Linked DNA regions of Mus musculus: all the other regions are linked to region 3. Evidence: chromatin contacts called from public HiChIP or PLAC-seq data. All regions are on one chromosome and are shown on one strand. The core of a region is the stretch at or near the end of the contact, and the rest is flanking DNA. Distances in the headings are between cores, read along the strand shown.

Region 1 (4,355 bases), core at 883-3,382, 570 kb after region 3:
AGGCTGGCCAGACTCAGGGATCCTCTTGTTTTAAGACTCAAGAATTTACAGGCATGAGCCACTATGCCCAGCTTCATTTATGTTTTGAACTCTCGATCCTCCTCCATCACCTTCCAAATGCTAGTGTGCACTATGGTGCCCAGCTAAAATTTTTTTAAAATGGAATTTTGCTTCCACTATTTATAAACTTAAGCAGCATTGTGTGTCTTAAGATAGTTTTAATGATGTGCAAATAGCAATAACTTCTTTGGAATGCAATTATATGATGATAAATAAATGTTCTCTTATCTGAAACCTAAACTATGTAGAATTTTAAAGATGACATTACAAGACTGTGCTTTACTTAAAAAGTAAGCCCAGGTTATTTGTACTTGACCTTTTAAGTTACTAGTGGGCTAAAGTTCAGTTTACTTCAGAGGAGTTCTTTATAAAGGCTTCCTGGCATAGGGAGGTGGCTCAGTGCTTGAGAACATGTACTGCTCTTCCCAGTGCTCAGATCAGATGGCTGACAACTGTTTGTAACTCCAGCTCCAAGGATCTGATGCCTCTGGCCACCACAGAAATAGGCACACACGTGCATATACCAAAAAAAAAAAAAAGATATAAATACACATAATTAAAAATAATACAAAAAAAATCCTCAAAACAACCACAAAAGTGTCTTTACTTTGGTGATTATGAACCAGCTTCCCAGCCGGGAATAGTATGCCTGTAGTCCACACACTTAGGAAAAGGAAGCAGGAAGATAAATTGAAAGTCTGCCTCAGTTACATAGCAGATTCTAGGCCAGCCTAGGCTGCACGTAACCCTGTCTCAAAGCAAAAAAACAAAAGGATTTTTTTCATTTGTTTCTTGAAGATTGATTTTTGTTTAAATTTGTGCCCTTATTTTATTGAGTAATAATTTGAGTTAATGCCTCATGTGACTAACTTCCCTGTATTTCAGTTTTGACTTGTATTTACTTTGTTTTGGATATAATTAGATCCTTGTTTTTTGTTTTTGTGGAGTTTTTTGTTTGTTTTTGTTTTTTTGTTTTTGTTTTCCGGAGAAGGGGACGAAGGAGTCATTCATTGTTAAGTAGAAGTTTGTGAAACTGCAACTCATGCATCTAGTTAAGTATTGTTGAGTAAGTTGAGTCATGTGTGTTCAGGAGTGAGTCCAGGGCTTATGCTTGCTAGATGCATGATATACCATATTAAGCTACATCCTCAGCAGGTAAATAGGGTCTTTATATGATGTGAATATAGCCTTTTTAAAAAAGTGTTTCTGCCCAGCAGGTAGCACACACTTATAAACCCAGCACTTGAGAGGTAGAGATGAGATGATTAGAAGTTCAAGATCACCGTCAGCCACATAGTGAGTTCCAGGCCAGCATAAGCTGCAGGAGTCTGTCTGAAACACTCCCCAAACACACAGCACACACACAGAGAGACAGACAGACAGAGATTACACATAACAAGGATAGCTCCTTTTTTCTTTCTTTTTTTATATTTTTTTGGGGGTGAGGCGTGTTGCCTGGCATTTGAACACAGAGTTGCATACATACTAAGGAAGAATTCTAGTGACTGGGCTGTATACCCAGCTCTAAGATGCCTTGTTAGGTGTATAAGGTTTTGTTTTCCTTTGAAATTGATAAATAGGCAAAACTTATATTTAAATTTGATTTTAAGTGTTCAATTTAGTGAGGTTTAAAAATAATTTATGTAGGACTGAAGAGAAGACCCAGTAGATAAAGGTGCTTGCTGGCAAGCTTTATAAATCCAAGTTCCATCCTTGGGACCCACATAGTAGAAGAAGAGAATTAAGTCCCATAAACTACCAGATATAGTTTCAGTTTCTCCATACCTTCCTTCAGTGCTTAGTACATCTAGTCTTTTTAATTTTAATGATTTTATTGTTGTTTAGTAAATAACTGGTAAATAAGTGACCAAAAACAGCCTAGTGGAAGAAAAGTTTTATTCATCTTACACTTTACAGTCCATCAATAAGGGAAGACAAGGCAGGAATTCAAGGCAAGAACCCAAAGGCAGGAATTGTAGCAAAAAATCTAGGAGGAATACTGCTTACTAGCTTGTTCTCCTAGTTGTGCACAGCTACCTTCCTTATAAAGCCCAAGCCCAGCTACCCAAAAGTGGAACTACCCTGTTGCTAATGAACTATAATTAACAATTGCCAATCTGTTGGAATCCGTTCCTCAATTGGGGTTTCCCCTTTCCAGGTGTGTCAGGTTGACAACTGAGATTAGCAATCACAGTTGTTTTTAGTGTTACTTCACTGTATTGTTTTATATCATTCATAGGCCAACAGTTCACGGATCTGTATGATAATGTATAATTCGTTAACATTTAGTATATTCAGAACTATATGAACACCACCAATAATTTATATCATTCCCTAAAGAAACCTACACAATCAGTTGTAATTCTCTTACCCACCTTCCTAACTACCATCTTTATAGTCCCACCAATTTTAGACATCTAATAAATGGAATCATATAGTATGTGGGATTTTGCTACTTGCTTTTTTTCTTTTGGTGTATATGTTTGTACATGTTTGTATGAGTATACACATATACATTTGTATGTGTAAGTGGAGATCAGTGTCTCATGTCTTCCTAAATCCCTCTCCAACTTAGTTTTTGAAACAGGGTCTGTAACTGAACCTGGAGTACATCAATTTGTCTGGGCTGGCTGGCCAATGAGTTTCAAGGATCCCCTTGTCTCGGTACTCCCTAGACTCTGGCCTTTTAGACCCTCGCTACAATGATGAACATTTTATGTTGGCTCTGGGAATATGAACTCAGAACCTGGCAGTTTCATGACTGTTTCATGGCAGTCACTTTACCAACGGAATCATTTCCTTTGAACTAACTGCTCCCTCCCCATTCCACACACACACACACACACACACACATACATACACACACACACACACACACTCACTCACTCACTCACTCAGCACCAAAACCAGCAGGGTCTCACATAGCCCTGGTTGATCTGACACAGAGATCCACTTGCTGGGATTAAAGGCATCTGTCATCATGCCCAGTGGCTTTTAAAACTTGTTTTTGAGGTTTATCTCTGGTATAGCCTGTTTTAGTGTTTCTTTTCTCTTCTCTTCTCTTCTCTTCTTTTCTTTTTTTCTCTTCATTATTCAGTATTTCATGTATGTATCCATACCTTGCTATTTACACATTCATCAGTTAGTGGACATTTGTAGGTTCTCTACTTTCACTATGTTAAATAATACTGCCATAGATATTTTTGTACTGTTGTACAGATTGTGTATTGTGTAGATGATGTGTATGTTTTAGGTTTTATACCTAAGAGTGGAACTGGTAAGATTGGTACATTGGTGTTTGCCTGCATCTATGTGTATATGAGGGTGTTGAATCCCCTGGAACTAGAGTTCCAGGCATTTGTGAGCTGCCTGTGGGTGCTGGGAATTTAATCTGGGTCTTCTGGAAAACAGCCAGTACTAGTAACTGCTGAGCCATCTCACCTCTCCATCCCCACTACTTAACATTTTCAGTAACACTAATATATAACAACATTGATTTTAAGTAATATCTGTCAATAAATGGAATGATAGTATGCATTTATAACTACAAAAACTCCTAACTACCTGCAAAAATGAATGTTATGCTGAATTAACCTTTTCTTCGCTTCTCCACAAAACACTGCGTACTTTTACACTTGGTTAGTTGCATACTTTTACATTTAGTTAATTATTTCCTTTTCTGTTTTTGCAGAAAAAAGAAAGCTAACCTGAATATTGGGAGAGGAAAAAAACAGAGAAGAGAAATAAGGATAGAAGAAAAGATTTTCCAGTTTGAATAATGTAAGTTCTTTTCACTATTCTTGGCCTGAGTTCTGTATTAGCTGACAAGGCTGTTTCTATGGAAACATAGTCCAGCCTCTTAAAATGTCAGGAGAACGCTGATCACTTGAAATGAGACTTTCCAGCTGCTGGTCAAAGGGCTTTGCAGGCTAGAAAAGAGAAGGGAAGATGAACAGGGTGGGGGGACATGGGAATTAGACTTTACTTATGCATGGACATATTCATGCATATGAAGTCTGTCTTTCCCATCTCCCTCTGCCTAAAACTTAAGGTTATATAAGAAACTATTTTCTCCAGTAAACTGATTCCTAGCTTTGATGCAAATGGTTGTTTCTTGGTATTGAGTTTTGAATTCTGACATCTGTATCATTTGATCATACAATTGCCAGTTATCTGCAACACTCCGTACTTCTGTATGGATAGTTGTACATCAAAATGCAGCACAAAGAACTATATCCTTATATTTTCCTTGTTTCTTGTCACCCTGTTTTAGATGTCTGCATCCTCTTTGAACT
Region 2 (4,364 bases), core at 1,466-3,965, 540 kb after region 3:
AGTCTATATATTTTGAAATAAGCTTGTTGATATCTCTAGTTATTTATGCACATCTTGAAAAGAATTATGCAAAACCTGAATATTTAAAACTTAAATATTTAGTAGAGTTAAATCCTCAAAGGATTATAGAAGCAGGATGGCTTTTGATGTCACTCGATATGATGTTTGCCTAGCATTTTTTTTTTTTTTTTTTTTTTTTCCATTTTTTATTAGGTATTTAACTCATTTACATTTCCAATGCTATACCAAAAGTCCCCCATATCCACCCACCCCCACTCCCCTGCCCACCCACTCCCCCTTTTTGGCCCTGGTATTCCCCTGTACTGGGGCATATAAAGTTTGCAAGTCCAATGGGCCTCTCTTTCCAGTGATGGCCGACTAGGCCATCTTTTGATATATATGCAGCTAGAGTCAAGAGCTCCGGGGTACTGGTTAGCTCATAATGTTGTTCCACCTATAGGGTTGCAGATCCCTTTAGCTCCTTGGCTACTTTCTCTAGCTCCTCCATTGGGAGCCCTATGATCCATCCATTAGCTGACTGTGAGCATCCACTTCTGTGTTTGCTGGGCCCCGGCATAGTCTCACAAGAGACAGCTACATCTGCGTCCTTTCAATAAAATCTTGCTAGTGTATGCAATGGTGTCAGCGTTTGGATGCTGATTATGGGGTGGATCCCTGGCTATTTGCCTAGCATTCTTAAGGGCCCTGGGTCAATACCAGTCTCACCAAACATGAGTAACTAAGTCAGATTCCCTTTGTTTACTCTGATTCCACAAGAAACTGTCAGCCGGGCGGTGGTGGCGCACACCTTAAATCCCAGCACTTGGGAGGCAGAGGCAGGCGGATTTCTGAGTTGGAGGCCAGCCTGGTCTACAGAGTGAGTTCTAGGACAGCCAGGACTATACAGAGATACCCTGTCTCCAAAAAACAAAAAAGTTAAAAAAAAAAAAAACCTGTCTATATACTGCTGCCATTAGCATGTTCTTAATATGTTACTCTATAACAGTATTAAATAACATTATATATATTCTTTCTTTATAACAAATATATGAGTTTTTACTTTTTTAGATTTTTAAAAAGTTTTTATGTATATGAGTGTTTTGCTTGTATGTATGTATGTATGTATGTATGTGTATATGTGCACCACATGCATGCAGGCCAGAAGTCATCAGATGCCCTGAAGCTGGAGTTACAAGTGGTTTTGAACCATCATGTGGGTGCTTGCAACTGAACTCAGGTTGTTTACAAGATCAACAAGTGCTCTTCACCACTCAGCCATCTTGCCAGCCCCTCCTTGTAAAACATTTGTAAGCTGAGGGTTGAAACTATTATTTTCTGTTTATTTAACTGTGCCCTGGAATATCAAACACAAAATATTTCCTGACTGATAACCCTAGAAGAAAAAAATTTCCTAAACAGCTCTTTAATTTTAGCATTAGAAAATAATTTGGGGCTTGACATGTAGTAAATAGAGTATTTAACTAGTATGCACAAAGTGCTAGGTTTGATTCCCAGCGGCACATAAACTGAATGTGGTGGGTAATTCAGGCACTCACAATGAAGAGACAAGATAGTCAGAAGTTCAAGGTCATCCTCAGATGCATAGAGAGTTTGAGGCCAGCCTGAGACCCAAGGTACTCTATCAGAAAAACAAAACAAAAATGCAGAGTTTTGTTAATCTGATGGTTCTTTCATCTCCTCCTCTGAAACACATGCATACTGAAGTATCAAAGGGATTCATAGGAGCTTAGGCCATGAGACTCTTACCTATCTAAGGACAATACATGTGACCTTTAAATATTTTTGAAAATGATTCACTTAATAGGAATTAATAGATGCTTAACAGCTAGCCAAAAGAAAGTTAGTAGGATTTTGGAGACTTAAAAATAACCACCTTTTTGAAAAAAAATTCAATTTTTTTATGTGTATGGGTGGTTTCCTGTACGTGTGTCTGTGCACTTGTATTCTGGAGGTCAGAGGAGGGAGGGTATTGGACCCCCTGGAATTGTAGATACTGTGAACCACCATGTGGGTGCTGCGTTTTAAATCTGGGTCCTTGAAAGATCAGCAGCCAGTGCTTTTAACCACTGAGGCATCTCTCTAGCCCCCATAATCATCCATCTCTCTCTCTTTCTCTCTCTCTCACACACTTTGTTTCTTATTGTTTTAGAGCAATATGAATATATACTGTGACTAAATAAAAATTGCCTTTTGCTTTCCCCTAACTCTTAATTCAAGTGGTATTTAATGTTTCATCTCTCGATGTGTTAAGCTGTGTGTGGTTGCCTCTATATCTATTCCTTAAGTATCACCAACCACATTTCCAAGTTTTTATCAGTACTCTCTCTTTGGGAAATGAGGAAATTGAGGTTCAAATTAATTATTCAAAATCATATTGTGATAGTGAAGATTAGAAATTCATTTAACCCCAAACCCTAGTTTTTCTTTGTAGTGAAGCCTACTTAAGACTTACTTAATGTTGTCTTTTTGGTAAGATTATCATTTTGAAGAAAGACCCTTCAACTTACTTGGTATTTAAAATATACTTGAATTAGAGCAAAGGATCTTGAGCAGATTACTAATTAAGCTCGATGCGGGTAGAAACAAATGTCTTTTTATCTGAGTATCTTACTGTTTAGTGTGGCTGTGATGTAATGAGAAATGTGTTTGGACTTTGTTCTCTGTTCCTGACGTAGAGCTTTTAAATCCCTTGGAATTTACTTAGTGATAAGAGTGTCTTTTGTTGCAATGACATACTTCTTGCCTGGACCCTTAAATAGCTTCAGGTTGGGACTGGCCACCAGAAAAATCAAGGCATGATTACAGGTTAATTCTGTACCTTTGAGGAGTTAGGGTGGAGTAGAATTACCAGAAGCCAATGATTAAATCAATCATGCTGTGAAAATAAAGCTTACATTAAAAATACTCTAAATGATAGCATTCAGAGTCTTCTGTTGGTATGTGCACCTGGAGAAGACACAAGAACGTACTATCTTCTTACCCTCATGCTTTCCCCTATGCATCTCTCCCATTTGGATTTCCTAAGTTGTATTCTTTTATGTAAATCAGAGATTATATGCAAAATGCCTTCTTGAGTTCTTTAGCCATTTGATAAATTTTTAAACATGAGGAAGGGATTATGGGAATTCATGGTTAATAAATCGCTGCATGATCAGAATTACAGGAGATTTAGGACATAAGGCTGACATCTGAATTGGAGGCAGTCTTGAGACCTGTACCATACTGTGTGAGATGGAGGTAGATGAGAATTGTAAGACTTTCAGTTGCTATCTGAAGAATCAGAGAATCTCCAGGAATGAGAAAGAGACCATTTGATGTTGGGTATTTAGTGGGGCTGGAGAGATGGCTTGGTAGTAAAGAGTACTTGCTTTCTCTTGCAAAGGACCCAGGTTCAGTTCCCAGGACCAATGTGGTAGCTCTTAACCATCTAACTCCCAGGGAATTTAAGCCTCTTAAGGTCATGGGTACCAGGAGGAAGAACATTCATACACATAAAATCTAAAAGAAATTTTAAAAAAAGTATATTGTGAAAAATAGTTCAGGATAGAACATTACTATATGCTTAATCTCATTTTTATTTGCTTAAATTTTAACTTTGACTTAATGTTGAATTCTTTTTAATCCTATAAACTAAGAAATTATATTTTTTGTTGTTGTTGGTTTGGTTTGGTTTGGTTTTTTGAGACAGGGTTTCTCTGTGTAGCCCTGACTGTCCTGGAACTCACTTTGTAGACCAGGCTGGCCTCAAACTCAGAGATCTACCTGCCTCTGCCTCCAGAGTGCTGAAATTTGAAGGCATGTGCCCACCACTGCTCAACAAGAATTTGACATTTTAAAGCAGTTCTATTCATTTTTTTCTTAACTCTATGTGTATTTGTGGTTCCATGTATGTAGAGACCAGACAACTTCAGGTATTGTTCCTTAGGAGTTGTCCATCTTACTGTTTGAGACGTGTCTTTTGCTGGCTTGCTGCTGACCAATTAGGCTAGGCTGTCTAGCCAGCAAGCCCATGAACCTGTGTGTCTCTCTTCTAGGGATCAAATTCAGGTTTTTATGCTTGCATACAAATGTAATGGGCTATCTCCCTAATGACAATTATATTTGTTTTAGGTTGGCCAAAATTTTGAAGTGGTAGTGTCATATGTACTGAATTAATTTTTTCAACATCAATATAAACTTATACTGGTGATTAACTCAGGGGTTTTATTTTGAAAGTTAACTGAGATGGTGCATCAAGAGTAAAAGACATAGTTCCTGGTATATATTGGACTCTCCATGAAAGTTAAAATTAAGTGGGAAATAGAATATGAGCTAGATTTGGTATAGTGAAGGATGATGATAGT
Region 3 (4,273 bases), core at 1,395-3,894:
GTGTAATAGTGCCATATACTGTAATATGGCAATTCCACTATTGATTCTAAAACTCCCAATGTATACTAGAAATTTTACAGTCTCAAATCTTATATAGACTTTCCTTATTAGTTCTCACTGTACTCATTAGTAACACCAGAGAGCTCTTTTACTTTTTCACTGTTGGGCGAATTTTACAGCTTCTCTTTGGCATAGCTGAATTGCTACTACTAAGCACTTGGTACTGGGACAACTGCCCTGATGACCAAGATAATGTTCAGTGACTAAGGGATGGCTGCTTCGGTTCGGTGTGCTGAACAGGGGAATGATTCTCAGTGCAGGCAGGACCAAATGGGATTACATGTGATTGTATTACACTAAGAATGGTGTGCATGCAAAACTTTGGAATGATTTACCTTGAGGAACTTTAACTTTCTTTATCCTTCAGAATACCACATGTATACAATGGAATATTATCATATATATACTTTCTAACTTGAAGTTTCTATTTAATATTTTTGGACCATGGATAATATGGAAATGGAAGTCACAGAAAGGAAAATTGTGGGAACTGGGGACAGTAAAGTTTTTCTTGTATACATTTTAATTGTTATAGCTTATGGAATCTGGGAGAGGAATATATGTATTGAATAACTGGAAAACAAGCATCTACAACTGACTAATAATTTCATTATTTTTCAGTAATCTTAGTACTAATATTTAGTAAAATGTAGTAATCCATGAAATCTTAAGACTTCATAGTCCCCCTACACAACTACCTTTTAATGAATTAATCAGAGACTTAGTTCAGTGGTAGAATTCTTGCTTAGTGTGTGTGAGGCTCAAAGTTCACGCCACAGTACAGAAAAGAAAATGAATTTCACCATTACTACTATTATAGATGCAGAAAGTCCTGTGTTCTGTTATTGATTTGTGAAAGTGCTAGTTATTTTCCCATAAAAAATTATAAACTATTCTAAGTTGGAGGGCATGCCCATTTAATCTATTAACCTTTAAAGTTTGAAGGAACCTGTTAGTGGGCAGGTTTAGAAGTTCTAAATACTAAGAAACTTTCCCAATCATATAGAATTTGCATGTACCACATAGACTATAATAGACTTGAAAGCTTATGATGTAATCAACAATTTTTATTTCATCTTTAGTTTGAGATAAGTGACACATTTGGGCATACTTTCTCAGCAATCTCCCTCTTTTTGAGACCAGTTAGAACTTGTTTTGCCACTAGGATCTTTGGTAGTAATTATGGGAGGTGAGTTCATGATCTGGCTTACAAATTTAATCCACTGCCAGAAATACTAGTATACATATCTTCAAAAACGAATTATTTTATCCTTTCTCAACTCCACCCATCATTTCCTTTGTCCTCTTATATAAAGGCACAATGTGAATCTTTAGTGAATAGAATGAGTAATGCTATGTTCTTACTGGAACAATACAAACCGCACATAACCATATAATTGAGATTTTAGACTAAGAGCAGATTATTAAACAGTTTTGATACTTTTTTTGTTGTTGTTTTGCTTTTAGGTTTTACTATGGTGAACAAATGAGAAAACATACACACACTTAAGCCAGAAAAGGATATTTAGCAAACCTACACAAAATAGAGGTGGCTAATAACACTTTATGAAAGACACAGAACTAAATGACCACATTTTCAGAGTAATTCCATATTCCAGAAACACTGAAACTTAAATGTCACAGCATCTAGGGGACGACAGAGAGAGAGAGAGAGAGAGAGAGAGAGAGAGAGAGAGAGAGAGAGAGAGGAATCTCCACTCCACGTGCCCTGCTGCAGACACATAAGCTCCGTCTACGACGTCTGTGGTAGGCTGTCACCGAGCGGGGCCAAAGCGAAGTCAGAGGGAGCATTGACTGCAGGTCACAGCTGGGGCGGCACAGGGTAACCTATCTCTGCCCGAGAGGGGACTCTCGTCACAGCGGCCACCGTTCTGCCACCCATGCCGCTTCCTTAAGCCACCTCTAGGTTCTCCGGTGCCTTCAGAGGAGGTGAGCCCACCTCGCTGCCGCACCTGGTCCGGAGTGGCTCCATCGCGGGCAGAGCCGGCCGGCCTGAGGCGGCGGAAAACTGACGAGGCTGCCGGCTCGGCGGGGGATTGCTTCTGTCTGGGGCCCGCCGAGGCTGCGTTCGTGCCTCGCGCGCACCCGCACCGCGTCCGCCCAGCCAATCCCGCGCTACTCGCGCGCCCAGGAACGTTCCTTGGGTCCCACTCTAGGCTGGGCCGGCTCCTTCCCGCTCCCGGCACTCCGCAGCCAAGCTCGCACTCCTCCCCTCACTCTCCACGAGTTGCACGCCTCGGGGTGTAGCTCCGCCCCTGTCCCCGAGTCCGCCCCCGCAACCTCCAGAGCGTGTGCTCCCTTTTCCCCCTCTCAGTCTCTTGCCATCCAGGCGTCTTGGGTCTCACTCCGCAGAGCCTCTGGGTCTCGCCGGCCTTGCCCCGCCGCCTCCGCGCTCTGTCTTCCGCGAGGCCGCCGCTACTCCCACCCCGGGATCGCTTCCTCCCGGCCGGACTCGGGGTCGCGCGGCCCGACTCCGCCCCCTCCGCGGACCCGCGCGCTCCTGGCGCGGCCTCTCCCCCCCACCCCACGCAGGCCACCGGGCGCTCGGCCCCCTCCTTCCCGCTCGCCTCGCGCTCCCCGGGCGCCCTCGCTCTCGCGCTCTCCAAGGCAAGCGCGCTCCCGGCCGGCGCGCTCCGGGCTCCGGCTTCTCCTGGCTCCTGTCAGTGCGGTGACTGCGCTGGGAAACATGGCGACCGAGGGAATGATCCTCACCAACCACGACCATCAAATCCGTGTCGGAGTCCTCACAGGTAACGGGGGGAGGAGGTCCGGGGGAGCCGCAACGGCTACTATCCGCGACTTGCTGGAGGTTTCTCGCCCGCGGTGGTGCTTCCCTGCGGCCTCGGGAAGAGGGCAGGCTGAGGAGGGGGACCGGGGGGTGTATTTTACAACCGCTGAGAGCTGCTGAGGATTCGGGTGTTCCCGTGTGCTCCCCGGGGGAGCTGGGGCAGGCACGGTGGGGTGTCAGGCCCCGGAGCCCTAGCAGCCAAAGTCTCTGGCCCCCGGGGACCGAGGGGCCGGTGCGGCGGGCGCTGCGGGGCTCCGCGCTGCCGGTGCGGGCGGCGGGATTCCTGCTCCGCAGTCTGAAGCACGCTGCTCGGGGTTGGCCGGGCGCCTCCTCCACTAAAGCTCTTCCGAGAGGGGGGAATCCCATCTCCACCCCCTTTTCTCCCCTCCCCCCCCACCCGGCGGCCCCATGGCACCTGCCTGACAGGACTCGGGGTTCGGCAGGCGAACTCTGCTCCGCCTCTGCTGCCCCTTCGCCGGCCGGCTGTCCCCTCTGCAGACGACGGGACACTCCTCACCTCCCCCGGGAGCCGGGTGCTAGGCTCTAGTCCGGACCCCGGAAAGTGCCTTCCTTCTGCCTTTCCTAGCACAGGGCCCTCCCTCTCTGTCTGCCTCTTCTCCTCCGCGAGGACCGGCTGCTTCCCGTGGCCGGGAGAGCCAGCCTTTTTTTTTTTTTTTTTTCCCTTGAGAAGGAAGGATTTCCCTCTGTCGGGTTCTTTTCTCCCCCTCCCTTTTGGGACACCCCCCCCCTCCCATTCTCACTCCCCGGTGGATGGTCCTGAGGCTGGTGAGGAGCGCACTTTTCCCGGGTCGCGTTTCCCTCCCTCGCGGAAGTCGTGTGTGCTCTGCATGTCTGATTCCGTTGCGTTGTATTTGGGTGATATCCCTGAGTTTGGAGATAGACAGTTGCTGCAGGGCACGACTTCCAAGATGAATTGCAAACCTATTTGTAGGGGTTTCGGCTGAGGTTCTGTAGTTGGCATGGTTCAAGTGTAATTGAACGGAGAAGCGGGGGTTAAAGAATTTATATTTGGAGTCTGAGGCTTACTGTGGAGTAAAGGAAATCCAAGACTTAGTGATGTGGTTTCAGAAAAAGAAGCTATGTAGAAGGGAATCCTAGTGTCTTCCCTATTTCATTTAAATTTTTTTTCTTGTAGAATTCTGACAGGTTGAGATGATGCCCGGGAAGGAACTAAATTGAATGAAACTTGCTTTCATTATAAAGTAGAAACAAATCTTTGATTCTGCCAGTAGATACCGACTACAGTGTTTAATTTAGCTGCTGACTTTTATGAAAAGAGGATACCCCTGCTTTTGTTTCCCATTTTTAGTAACTGGGCTTCCTTTCCATGATGCATATTTGCAGATGTTAGTAGCATTTTATTGAATTTTTCCGAATCAACGC

The links. HiChIP or PLAC-seq counts read pairs in DNA pulled down with a chosen protein or histone mark.
Region 1: a contact with region 3 is called in an H3K4me3 HiChIP or PLAC-seq map of bone marrow-derived macrophages, with 3 times the contacts expected there. The contact joins the enhancer-like site here to the promoter of Gphn in region 3. A contact is called at or near these places in 1 of 484 Hi-C or Micro-C datasets (embryonic stem cells) and 13 of 115 datasets of contacts at active chromatin or transcription factors (the 230-238 cell line, bone marrow-derived macrophages, embryonic hindbrain and 6 more).
Region 2: an H3K27ac HiChIP or PLAC-seq map of extraembryonic endoderm stem cells shows a contact between it and region 3. The contact joins the enhancer-like site here to the promoter of Gphn in region 3. A contact is called at or near these places in 14 of 39 promoter capture datasets (the 3T3-L1 cell line, 3T3-L1-derived adipocytes, cranial neural crest and 10 more), 11 of 484 Hi-C or Micro-C datasets (the Ba/F3 cell line, the G1E-ER4 cell line, cardiomyocytes and 7 more), 16 of 115 datasets of contacts at active chromatin or transcription factors (the 230-238 cell line, bone marrow-derived macrophages, cardiomyocytes and 10 more) and 4 of 9 other capture datasets (adipose tissue, embryonic stem cells, liver and 1 more).

What each region holds. Positions count from the first base shown.
Region 1 is chr12:78,790,494-78,794,848 of GRCm38.p6, forward strand. It overlaps Mpp5 (membrane protein, palmitoylated 5 (MAGUK p55 subfamily member 5)), which reads left to right. Exons shown (of 15, transcript NM_019579.3): 2 at 3,752-3,840. Among named protein-coding and RNA genes, the nearest start is that of Mpp5, 44 kb to the left of the region's middle. Within about 2 kb of position 2,133, at least 5 of the 459 cell types and tissues checked have an H3K27ac peak or open chromatin away from gene starts, as enhancers often do. A contact at or near this core is called in bone marrow-derived macrophages, where this site is marked.
Region 2 is chr12:78,762,611-78,766,974 of GRCm38.p6, forward strand. All of the region lies in intron 1 of Mpp5 (membrane protein, palmitoylated 5 (MAGUK p55 subfamily member 5)), which reads left to right. Among named protein-coding and RNA genes, the nearest start is that of Mpp5, 16 kb to the left of the region's middle. Within about 2 kb of position 2,716, at least 5 of the 459 cell types and tissues checked have an H3K27ac peak or open chromatin away from gene starts, as enhancers often do. A contact at or near this core is called in extraembryonic endoderm stem cells, where this site is marked.
Region 3 is chr12:78,224,011-78,228,283 of GRCm38.p6, forward strand. Gphn (gephyrin) reads left to right here and starts at 2,645. Exons shown (of 23, transcript NM_145965.2): 1 at 2,645-2,831. The coding sequence starts at 2,768.